Regions from separate parts of the Oryctolagus cuniculus genome. Here region 2 is linked to region 1. Evidence: chromatin contacts called from public Micro-C data. All regions are on one chromosome and are shown on one strand. Each heading gives the region's core, a stretch centred on a gene start, on an enhancer-like site or on the middle of the called end of the contact. The rest is flanking DNA. Distances are from core to core; before and after follow the strand shown.

Evidence for each region. A called contact is a pair of places that touch in the nucleus more often than the background predicts.
Region 2: a Micro-C map of ear pinna shows a contact between it and region 1, with 10 times the contacts expected there. The contact joins the enhancer-like site here to the promoter of ARID5B in region 1. A contact is called at or near these places in 2 of 6 Hi-C or Micro-C datasets (ear pinna and skin fibroblasts).

Annotation. Positions count from the first base shown.
Region 1 is chr15:54,339,744-54,342,424 of mOryCun1.1, reverse strand. ARID5B (AT-rich interaction domain 5B) reads right to left here and starts at 1,308. Exons shown (of 10, transcript XM_002718470.5): 1 at 1,080-1,308; 2 at 369-623. The coding sequence starts at 1,100. LOC138845367 (a long non-coding RNA gene) reads left to right here. Exons shown (of 2, transcript XR_011382411.1): 2 at 1,303-1,990.
Region 2 is chr15:54,420,842-54,423,522 of mOryCun1.1, reverse strand. All of the region lies in intron 3 of ARID5B (AT-rich interaction domain 5B), which reads right to left. Among named protein-coding and RNA genes, the nearest start is that of ARID5B, 81 kb to the right of the region's middle. Within about 2 kb of position 1,317, at least 2 of the 8 cell types and tissues checked have an H3K27ac peak or open chromatin away from gene starts, as enhancers often do. A contact at or near this core is called in ear pinna, where this site is marked.

The DNA.
Region 1 (2,681 bases), core at 59-2,558:
GCAAAAAGAAAAAGAAAAAAAAAAAAAGAAATACAAAAAGCATGTGATGTTCCAGCGGCAGTAGCCGGAGAGCGAACGATCACACACACACACACACACACACACACCCTTGAACAAAACCCTTCTCGAACAAGTTATTTGATCTTGACTAAAATCAGCAGTTGGATCCTCTTTGTAAAGCTGACAGCCAAACTCTGACAATGGCAAAATACTCGAGCCCCAGCTAGTGGCGCTACCCCTTTAAAAAAACAGTCGATCCTGCTCGCCTGCAGAAGTGAATACAGTATTTTCAAGCTTGCCCTGTAATAAGCATTACTTGGGGGGGGGGGATAATAAAGAAAGAAGAGAGGGAGAGATAGGTTTACCACCTCGCCATGGTCGCTATTTCTGCCCTGGGGAGTGTCTTCTGGGAGGAAATAAAGTTTAGAGCTGGATAAAAGTTGCCGGCTGGTCCTCTCTTCCCACAACAGCTGGAGCTCCGCTATGCAAATCGGATCCTTTGGCGTACATCTTACAAAGAAAAAGTCGCCAAGGGACAAAATTCTTGGTTTGCCTTCAAGGTGGAATTGAAAAGCCTTGTAGAAAATGTAAGGTCCGTGCAAGCCACACGGTGAGCCGACCCACTGCAGGGGGAAAAAAAAAGCACCAAATAAATAATGTAGCCATCAGAGCACAAACATCTATCCCCAGACACATTTATACACAGACATCCACACTCTTAATAAGACGAACCCACAGATAGAATACTGGGTGGAAACATAATAAAGCCCACAAATTTTCTGCCTCCCTAAAAAAAAAAAAAAAAAAAAAAAAAAAAAAAACCAAACTCCGAGGCCCCCCCACCACCTCCCCTCCCCACCTCCCCATCTGAGGCGGTGAAATTACATTATGTATGTATGATCGGTGCAGGGCTTTTTTTTTTTTTTTAAACAATAAAAATGATTTTGGTGGATGTAGAGGGTAAAAGTTTGGTGAAAAGTTTGTGGGGGGTGTGGGTGGGTGCAGAGGTGTGGGTGAGCTGGGGGGCCGGGGGGTGCCGGGGGGTGCCGGGATCGGAGGAGCGGAGGAGAGCGAAATACCTGGAGTGAGTTGGGCTCCATCTCGACGTTCTGAATTGATTGAACTCAACATTCTCTCCAAACTTGTTGGCTTGAATGGATTGCATCAGGTCCTGGCAGGGAAAAGCATTCTCTGCCTTCAGCCGGCGTAATGTCTCAATATAAAACTGAGCTCTTGCCTCCCCTTCGGCACCAAAATGATTGAAAATATGTCCTAATATTTCTCTGACGACTCAATTTTCAGCTCCTGTCAGAACTATGTGCCTTTCCTGCCAAAGATGAGGTGATCAAATTCATAATCGGAAGGAAGGCTCAGTCCGATCTCGGCGGGAAGCGGATGGATCAAGGCAAAAAGCGGCTAGGAAGATTTGTAAAAATAAATTCCACCCTAAAACTGCTGGAAGATGAGATCTCCCTCTTTCCAAAAGCGCCTGTCTGCGTGGATCGTCGGATGAGATTTTTGGAGGAGAGGAGGGCTGGCGAGCTCTGCGGTGTATCTGACAGGACCTGCTTGTATATGTCTAATATAAAGAACATTTCCTGCAGAGATTCCGGGGCGCTGCTCCTCTTTCTAATGCTCCTTAGCAGATTTGCTGTTATTAGACATGTAGATTTGTTTGATAGTTAAATTACGCTTCCTCACTGCCATGTTTTCGAGAACTAATCTGTTAAATTATCTTTTGATGCCTATTTACATGGAGGGGAAAGTGGGTTATCGATTATATAAACATATAAATATTAATGCATTTGTTCGCTTCGCAAAAAAAATACTAAGCCAAAAAAAATAACAGAAAGACAAGTGAGCAATGCACACACATCTCAGGATTTTGCAAACAATATTGAACGGACAGCGACTGCATTTAGGGACTGGAACAATAAACGATGCATGATAAATCAATAAATGCGAGCAGCGAGTCTGCTCGGAATATGAATTCAGGCTCCCGGTTCTGCGTGTGCATTCTTTAATTTTGAAGTATATACACTAGTACGTGTTTACAATGCTGATGGACGCCAAGGGCGCTCTCAAATGATAATGTGTTTATATAACCCAGCGCTACAGGAATAATATACCGACTCCTACCCCACCCCCAACCCCTCCCCCGCCAAAAAAGGGAGGGGAGCTTCCTCAATAATAGTTTGAAACTGAAAAAAAAAATCCATTTGCAAACTAGTTAAATACAACCAGAAATTAAGCTGTTGAAAACCGGGGGCATGAACCGTAAGACAATAAAGGCTTTAAATGTGTATATTTATTGTTCTGGAGCCCTGGAGCATTGCGAGGTTTGCATGCACGGCTATTATGCAAACACAGAGAAACTTAAGAGCGACAGAACAAGGAACAGGCAGAGAGACTGCAAAGCCCTCGCTCGCTCCGACCCAGCTGCCGGTCCTCCGCCAGGCTAGATTGCATTTTCGCAGTGTTGATGTAAAATGGTGTACTCGCTTCCCCCACGTTCCCCCACCCCCTTCGCCGCTCTCCTCCCACTCCTCCCAACACACTCCCTCCCCCCCACACCCCCCACCCCTGCCTCGGATTTTATTATATTGGCACCAATCTTTCCAAAGTGGGTCTGGCATGCTAAAAAAGTAAACATGTACTATATGGGGAATAAGGTCTGTATA
Region 2 (2,681 bases), core at 68-2,567, 81 kb before region 1:
GCTTTATCAATTTGTGACTGTAGCTTTGTGTAAAATGGTAACAAGTCCAACCATATTTCAAGGTCTCTCTCAAAGCAGTAAGCTTAGTACCCAAAATTAGTACATAGCACAGGAGAAAATACATTCGCACTTAAACTGATGCTGGAGGGTTGGGGTAGGGGCAGGTCAGTTGGATTTCTTGTATTTTTTCCCCTTCTCATCAAAGCTGTTAAATTGGAGGCATGCCAAGACAAGGAGTGGAAAATATTATTAATAAAAATAAATTAAATGCCTGATTAAAAGGGAGAGAGAACAAGATTCCATCCGGAATAGAAGTGAAAATGCCACAAACTATTTCATAAAAACATACTGTGACGTAAATTACACATCAGTATTGCACTGTTGTGGTTATTTTGAGAAATGGTTTGTACTGTAAGTCAGCTGGTGCTGCCCCACCCTTAATGATTTTGTAATTCTCTACACAGTAAGCAAGTGGGGGCAGCCCTGAGATTGCTAAGACAGAAAACAGGCCTAGTCATACAGAACTGGCAATAAAAAGATAATGTACTTTTAACATAACAGAACAAGGAGATTGGCTTTATTAACTAAAAAAACTACTTTAAATGGTCCCCAGCTTGCCATTTGTTTTGATAAATGGAAACACAGATCTTCCCAGGATAGGCAACAAAAACATCACTGGAGAACTTAACAAAAAGAAAATGTGGGAAAATATATCAGTGCATGGTTGCAAACAGAACAAAGAATGTTTCAAATGCAGAACCCAGAGTTTTAACCAGCTGTTTCCAACAGCAAGCAAGTTACTTAAAATAGATGGAGATACGCAAATATAAAAATATGTATTAACATGTTAATATCAGAGTTGCCCTTACTGTTGCTTCATCGCTCAGAAAAGAAAACAACACAAAGCTAAATTAAAACCAAACACTGCCATCACTCGGAGTAACGAATGAACCCACTGGGAAGCAAGCCAGCTCCGCCGCCAAGGTTCTCCCAAATGGCCACTGAATTCTAAGCCACATTCAGGAGCCACTCTGGATTTCATCTTGAGAATTTTGCATCTGATTTCCATATGGCTCGACTCAGCCAAATTTAAATGTCACACAAGACAGGGATTGCACAATAAGTCTATCTACCGGTGAGATCTCAAGGCCAGACTGATCCTCACTTTGTATAAATTGTGACCGCATTCTTCGAGGTCTGATGTACCTTGTCTGCCCTTCACATGGATTAGCCTTTACCCTCTAGTCAGCCATTTACTCTGGGTATAAATGAGACTCAATATCTGGCGGAAACATGAGGAATCCAGGGGACATCCAGGAGCCAGGGCCTAGACAATATTTTTCCTACGCTCAAATTATAACACAAGTTTTCTCAGAGATTAATTTAGACATTCATTTATTTGCTAGTGACCCAGGTAAGACTAGCATACCGGCCTGGAGTTATTTAAACTCAGTTCTCTCCTGGTTTACAAGAACCTACCGCTAAGATCCAATCAGGGGCTACAGTTACCATGTCAAGATTGCTAACAGAGAAGCTCAATCACTAGCACAACAGGCCTTAAAAATTATATCCACTTCCGTTATCTTTCTCCTAGAAATATCAACATGGCTTTTTATTTTTTAAGTTGTAACTCCATGTCTGTCATTGTCCCAAGAATCACAATGCGGTTACCATAGCAGTTGGATAAGCCCTTGACACTTAAGATATGCTCCTGAATCCCAAACTCACAAATAAACCTGACTGAGGTGTGGTACTAGACAAATCAACAGCAGAATGACTGACTCCCACATATCAGCCCCTCTGTGTGTGCAGAATTCAGGCATTTACAAGATGGTAAATCACTATCTGTCATGATGTTTACAGACATGATTATTTCACAAATAGTCAGCACTAATCAGGCTAAATCTAATCATTACCACCATGATTTATACCAGGAAAAAAAAGTGTGTATAGAAACTTAATCACCAAATAATGTTGGACTGATAAATACTAACATCTAGCACCTAGAAGGCATTCTATACGCACACACACACACACACACACATAACTGCATACAAAACTGTGTGTATGTTGGTACGTATGTAGAATAGTACTTCAATTTTCACTAAAATTGTGTGGATATTAAAAATAATTAAATTAAGTGAAACAACATTTCAGGCCATGCTTAACTTCTGTTAAGTTAAAAAAAAAGGGAGGTATGAAATAATAGAAGCATATAATCAGCCTTATGTCTTTTGGTAATAGTATTACTGAAATATAATTCACATATCATAAAATTCATTTAAAGTGTTCAAATTAAAAAAAAGTTTTAAATGTTTTATATATTTGAAAGAAGAGTGAAAGCGAGCTGTTCCATCTACTGATTCACTCCCTAATTGCCTGCAGCTGCTACAGTCGGGACAGGCCAAAGCCAGGTGCTTGGAACTCAAGCCAGATCTCCCACACAGGTGTCAGGGACCAACTTATTGAGCTAGCATCTGCTGCCTCTCATAAAGCATATTAGCAGGAAGCTGAAATCCAAGTGGAGCCAGGACTTGAGCCCAAGCACTCTGACATGGGATGGGGGGGGGGCATTCCAAGTGTTATCTTAACCAAGGTGCCAGATACCCACTCTTAAAGTGTACAGGCTTTTAGTATATTTACATGGTTGTCAATCCCTTACCACAATCAATGAAGAACAC